Linked DNA regions of Pan troglodytes: region 1 is linked to region 2. Evidence: chromatin contacts called from public Hi-C data. All regions are on one chromosome and are shown on one strand. Each heading gives the region's core, a stretch centred on a gene start, on an enhancer-like site or on the middle of the called end of the contact. The rest is flanking DNA. Distances are from core to core; before and after follow the strand shown. Region 1 holds the start of CDC26 (cell division cycle 26). Region 2 overlaps RGS3 (regulator of G protein signaling 3).

What was found. A called contact is a pair of places that touch in the nucleus more often than the background predicts.
Region 1: a Hi-C map of stem cell-derived neural progenitor cells shows a contact between it and region 2, with 10 times the contacts expected there. The contact joins the promoter of CDC26 here to the enhancer-like site in region 2. A contact is called at or near these places in 1 of 7 Hi-C or Micro-C datasets (stem cell-derived neural progenitor cells) and 1 of 1 datasets of contacts at active chromatin or transcription factors (stem cell-derived excitatory neurons).

The regions. Positions count from the first base shown.
Region 1 is chr11:25,168,976-25,172,161 of NHGRI_mPanTro3-v2.0_pri, forward strand. It overlaps CDC26 (cell division cycle 26), which reads left to right and starts at 1,436. Exons shown (of 4, transcript XM_003312239.5): 1 at 1,436-1,574. It overlaps PRPF4 (pre-mRNA splicing tri-snRNP complex factor PRPF4), which reads right to left and starts at 1,371. Exons shown (of 14, transcript XM_009457111.5): 1 at 1,187-1,371; 2 at 232-412. The coding sequence starts at 1,213.
Region 2 is chr11:24,851,264-24,854,452 of NHGRI_mPanTro3-v2.0_pri, forward strand. RGS3 (regulator of G protein signaling 3) reads right to left here. Exons shown (of 22, transcript XM_063787573.1): 19 at 1,308-1,409; 20 at 860-921; 21 at 75-241. Among named protein-coding and RNA genes, the nearest start is that of RGS3, 130 kb to the right of the region's middle. Within about 2 kb of position 1,883, at least 16 of the 24 cell types and tissues checked have an H3K27ac peak or open chromatin away from gene starts, as enhancers often do. A contact at or near this core is called in stem cell-derived neural progenitor cells, where this site is marked.

The DNA of each region.
Region 1 (3,186 bases), core at 186-2,685, 320 kb after region 2:
TCCCAGCTACTCGGGAGGCTGAAGCAGGAGAACTGCTTGAACCCGGGAGGCGGAGGTTGCAGTGAGCCAAGATCGCGCCACTGCACTCCAGCCTGGCGACAGAGCGAGACTCTGTCTTAAAAAAAAAAAAAAAATTGTAATTTTTTGACATTATAAAACTGGTGGTATTTAAGTTTAGAAAGGTATTCATTACACAAAGAGGTAAAGATGGGCTCACAATTTGCATCTTACCAGAGGTTATATTAATATTTCCAGCTTCGATCCCTGCTTTAAGTCCGTCTTTCCCCAAAATCCCAGACTCTCCTTTGGCCAGACGCTCCCTCTCCTTCTCTTCCAAACTTCCATAATAGATGTGTGGTTTCTTCACGACCGGAGCAACTAAGTCGTCGGGTGCTTTAGTTTTGGTTGCCTGCTAAATCAAAGATCTGGATTAAACTAAGGTTTAATCTTGGCAATTTACCGGAATTCACCAGAGGATGAAGCTCACCCTGAGTTTCACAGTCCTATTTCCTCCGTAATTGAAAGGACAAATTGGACACTACTTAAGACGTTCTTCATTGATTTGAGGAGGTGAGGGTAGGGTGAGGGTGTTTCAGTCCCTCACTTTGGTTGACGGGATTAATAAAACTAGTGAGGTTCTCTCGGGTATTTTCCTATGAAAGGTTTGCTCTGGAATCTGTTTACTTCATTCCGTTGGAAGTGTTCAATCTCGTGTTTTATGCTTCCCGGATTACTGCTTATCACTGGGGAAATACTAAGGATAGATGAAATAACCAACGCGGTGCTAAAGGATAACAAGTTACAACATTACAAGTGTATACATTTCAAACGTTCCTAGACGTGAGGTAGTAGGAGTTAGTAGGTCTCATTAAAATTCTGAGATCTGCCAAAGGCATAAACCTTGGCCAAGACACTTCCCTATTTCAGAGCACCGTTACTGGATGAGTCGGAAGAGATGCTTGCCCTTTGGGGCTGTAGTGGGAGAGGTGCAAATAAGCTACAGTCCACGAAAGCGCTTAGGGATCAGGAAAACGGTGGTCCGCTGTGTAGGACACCACTGAGTCCCGCAGCCTTCCTCCTCAGCCCTCCACCGCCTTCTCCCGCTCCTTAACGGCCCCTTCCCGCAGAGATCCCCTTCCCCCTTAGCGCTCCCTGCCAGAGTGAGCTGGGATCCCGGGCTCTGTACCGTGGAGGAGGCTCGGGAGGAAGCCATGCTGGGCTCTGGAGCCGCGAGGCCCCAGCGAAATCCGAACACTCCCTTTCAGACCGTCCACCGCGCGCCCAGCAGAGGGGAAGTGCGTCACTGACAGGAAGTGCGTCACTGACAGGACGTGGGCCAAGAGGGGTCACCGCCCCCGGAGCGGCGCGGAGCATGATGGAAGTCGTAGTAGGAAATGGCGTCGTGGCATTGAGGGGCATCCCGCCTAGAACCTCCAGGAAAAGCTCGCGGAAGACGAGGTTCTGCGGAGAGAGAGGCTCCAAGCAGTCTGGGAAGTGTAGTCCAGTTGGCTTAGCAGTAGTTTCGTGGGGGGGAGCCGAGGTTCCGGGAAGGGGCTAGGCCGGCTTGAAAAGAGGTAGGTGAGTCGACTCGCGCGGCTCGGGGCTGAACTCTGGAGCGAGTCAAGGGCTTCCGGGGTCCGCTGTGCCCCCAGGGCGTACGGGGGCGTTTACGTCTTCTTGGAGCCGAGGACCATGTTACCATAGAAACCCTTGCCTGGGCTCCGAGGTACAGGCCTGGAGCTAGGGGACGAGGACTGTTCTCCTCCATGGTCCGGAAGTCTTCCCAGGCTCCCCCTCTGAGCTTGATGGCTCGGCGGTGGATTTGGGCTGCGGCGAGAGATTAAGCTAGAAGAGCCCGCTAGTGCCAAAGTCAAATAAAGACCCGGCGGAGGAGCTTCGGCCTGATTTTGTTGATTTGTCTTCAGCCTGGTCTTTGTATCAGATTGAGAGTAAGATGATGGATAGGAAGGTGTCAGGTAACTCTGTACGTCTCTCTGCCCTGCTGGATGCTGGGGCATTAGAGACGAACAGGATAAGGTTTTTATCCCCACATGGGCGGTGGGAGATCCTCAAAATATTGACGTTTCCCTAGCTGGCCAGATCCTCATGCAACCCCCTAGAACAATTACAGCAATAATAGATGTTATTTATTGAACATTTATTAAATGCCAAATAATATTCCAAGAGCTTACTGTGTATTACGTTATTGACTTCCTACAACAGCAGAGTAGGATACAGATGAGGGAACTAAGGTCTAGTGAGAAATGAAACGAATTGTTCAGGATCGGTGGTGTAGTGGGATTAAAACCTGTGCCCTTTAACCTCTACAGCCAGCACTTTTAACTGTTAATCTATACTGCTCCCTAGTGGCCAGTTTTTTGCAGTTTGCAGAAAAGGTAAAATGTATAGATTTTTTTTTCCCCCCTTTTAGGTATCCCTATCCCTCTCTTTCCCTCTTTGGAACTTTGGCTTTCTCTACCATTTGTCTGCATTGGAATCTGGTAGAAGATAATGCCTGATTTAGTACAAAGGAATTTGAAATGTAATGTGCCAGTGTTTTGTGTTGATAATATCACCTGTAGTATCCTAAGCTTCATGGGAGAAGGAACTATTTCTTCCTTTGTATACTTCACAGTCCTTAGTTTCATCCTAGATACGTGTAATAATTTGTATCTGTACATACTTTCAAGGAGTTTTCACTTCCATCATTTTCACTTAATGCTTATCATGTTGGCCTTTATAATTTTTATAGGAGGCTAAAATTATTAACCAAACTGAACAGCTTGCTTCGATGACTTCTTTATGTGTGAAATAGGAATCATTTTGTCAACTTCACAGGGTTTTTGTGTTAAAATAAGAATGTAAAGAATGGGAATGGAAAAACAGCACGGTGCTCAAGAATGATCTCACCTTTTAGTCAACAAACATTTACTGACTGTTTTTATAGATACACTCTAGGGGATGCTGTGGAGAATATACAAATGATGCCATCAACAGATATTAAACTCAGTTGGGGGGGTTGTGTTTTCTCAAAAACAAAACAAAACAAAATGGTTTTTGTTAACATAGTATTACCTTGGGATTTCAGGCTGTGGAATGCTCTCTTGAGCCTCTTTTTTTTTTTTTTTTTTTTTTTGAGTTGGGGTCTCATGGTAAGGTCATGTCTCACGGTGGCAACCTGAAACT
Region 2 (3,189 bases), core at 633-3,132:
CCTGTGCTGCTGGCTGCCACCTTGCAGCTGAAGGGCCACTGGGCCCTGGGGATTGGAGGAACAGAGGGTCCTACCTCCTTGCATGCCTGGATCGCGATGTATTCAGCAAAGATCTTCTTGGCCTTGGATGCCATCTTGGACTGTGACTTGACCTTCTTGAAGTCCTCACAAGCCAACCAGAACTCCAGATTCTCCTCGCTGAACTCAGTGCGAAGGAAGGCTTGGAACACTGCTAACCCGTCTGTGAGGAGAACAGATCCTGGGGTAAGAGGCAAAGTCAGCCTCTCCTGCCCTTAAGATGCCCCAGCTTACTCCTACAGGACTTTGAAGATGGGCGTGCTGGGAGCTGAGTACAATGCCCGTCCCCGACAGCCAGGAGCCCTGGGATGTGGCCCCAGCCCTGCCACTGCCTCTTTCAGGGTCTCAGTGGGGTCTCCCCCTCTCTATGCCTCAGTGTCTTCATCTGTGAAATGGGGACTATCGATTCTGTCTCCCAGAGCCCTGGGAGGAGCCGATGGGACCCTGCCCATGAGATGGCAGGCATATTTGGCGCCGTGAAAGCCCTCAGTACGTAGAAATGTTTATTCTTATTCTGGGAATATGGATCTGAGCACACAGGTCCCACGGGCCTCCGGCAGGCAGTGCCAGCTCACATGGATGGGGAGGGGCTGGCAGAAGCTGGCTCCAAGGCCAGACCAAGGGCCTCAGCTTGGGCTCAGCCCCTCCGCAACAGCAAGGACACCCTGACGGTCGAGGAGAGGGAAGGCGGCCTCTCTAGCACCAGCTACACAGGGTCTGGATGGGGGCGAAGGGGAGAGGGAGAGAGGGCACAGGGAGTGGGCAGGCAGGCCCAACTTACATTTGTGAACCAGCAGCTTCTCCAAGGACTCGCCCCACTTGAGGGCTTCCTCTGAGGTGGGCCTGAGGGGTGAGGGAGGAAACACAGTGAGGGCACTGAGAGGCTTGGGAACCTTGGGGGAAGCTGGGCCAGGCGGCCTTTGTTTACTGCCCTGGGCCCAGTCTGCAGCTGAGCCCAGCTGGGGCGCCCAGGAAGGAGGGCCACCCTCTTTCCCGGGGCCAGGGTCCCTTCCAGCCCCCATCTCCACCCCACCTAGCCTTCCCCCTAGGGCAGCTGCTCCCTGTGAGGGTAGCTGCTTGCCAGGTACCCAGCTCCCTCTGTGAAAGCCTGTCTCCCCAGAGCTGGATCAAGCCGGCAGGCCCCTTCCCCTCAACCCTACCACTCAGTCCTACTCCCCGGGGAGCCAGTGAGTTCCCCAAAGGGTCCCAGGGTGCCAGGGAGGACCTACTTGAATGACTTCATCATTTTGTCTGCCTTGCCCGCGGGAGGGGCTCCAGGGGACTCATTCCGCCGTCTGAAGATCCCCAGCTTGTTCTTCATGTCCTTGGCTCTGGGGACAGAAGCAGAAAAGAGGGTTGCTCAGCCTGGCCCACTCGCCCCTGCAAATCCAGAGTCGGGAGAGCTGGGTCGAGGGCACCTACTCCTTCATCGTGTGTCGCCTCTGCAGGTTCCCGTTGCGAGTGAGGTACATGCCTCGGAGCATCTCTGTAGGGCCCCCCACCTTGGGGCCGCAGATTGGTCTGCAGGAGGCACCACTCTGGCTCCTGTCCCCCACCCCGCGTCCTGGGCAGCAGGCAGCAACGGTGCAGGCTGCAGCCACACACGCTCTCTGGAATCCTGGCCTGATGACTGGACTCCCGGGCACAAGCCGGGGCTGGGACTCAGACAGGAGGAGCCAGGAAATGGGAGGGACCAGGAGGGGGAGCGGAAAAAAAAATTCCTTCTGGCCAACCCTGAGAGGGAGCCGTGAAAGGGGCATGTGTCTGCAAGGGACAGCCTCTGGGGCCGCCCCGGCAGGAAGCCAGTCCCAGCTATTTGTGACTGGCCTCCTCGTTACCATGGCAGCAGGGCGACAGTGGTGGGGGGTGGGGGACAAGTCAGCAAATTGCTGAAAGGGAAGGAGGGAGCCAGGGGAGGCACTGCCCACCGGGGTGGCAGGACTGGCTATTTTTAGCCAAGAACCATTTTTAGCCTTGCCGGTCCCCAAGGAGGCAGCAGAATTCAGCACTGGGTGAAACTGCTGGCAAGAAAGGAGTTAAATGCCTCTTGCTCATGTTCACCCCTCTTTTCCCTAGACCCCCTGTACAGGGCGCCTCCCAGAGAATGGCTCCTGCCAGCCGGCCTCTCAGCCTCAGTCACCTGCATTGGCAACATCCAGTCATGAATATACAGCAGGACCCCAACATCTTAGTAGTTTTAAGCCTGAATAACTTCAGAAGTACAAGTCCTATAAATTTACAAAAACACCATTTTAAAGTTAATTATTTAAAGCTGTGTGCATGGTTTTGTGATTTTCGAATAATAAATGTTTCACTTTAAGTTTTGGTCTCCATCCTCCCAAAGATGGAAAATGCTGACTCAAACCAAAAATGAAAATGAAAAATTGATTATTCAAAAATCACATAACTAAAGACGTGCAAAAGAAATTTAAATAATTAAACTTTCAAGGGGGTTTGGTAAGTTTGAAGCATTTATACTTCTGATGCTATTCAAGCTTAAAATGGCACTAAGACCTAGACACCCTGTCTAATGAAGGAGAGTCCTGCAGGGGAGGCTGAGCCCAGGCTCTGGAGCTAGTCTTGGGTTCAAATCCCAGCTCCAGCAGTTACCAGCTGTGTGCCCTTTGACACGTTTCCTGACCTCTCAAGTTTCCTATCAAGGTTTTTTCTCTGTCAAGCTGGTTCCTCAAACAGAAGCCAGCAGGCCAGGTCTCCAGGTCCCAACCCCACCACTTTCTTGCCACGTAACGTAGCCTCTTTGCACAGTAGTTTATTCATGTGTAAAATAAGGGTAAGGTCAATAAGAAAGAACGGAACGGAAAATAAAAGTAGTGGTAAAGATTAAATTAGATTACATATGAAATACACACAGAACAGTGCCTGGCATAATAAACATTAATGGTTATTCTTATTATTACCGTAGATGTTCTAAGACTCTTCGTCTAAGCTTTTAAGAGTATGACCTTCAGAGGCCAGGCATGGTGGCTCATGTCTGTAATCCCAGCACTTTGGGAGGCCGAGGCGGGAAGATCACTTGAGGCCAGGAGTTTGAGAACAGCCTGGCCAACATGGCAAAACCCCCATCTCTACTAAAAGTACAAAAAAAAATTT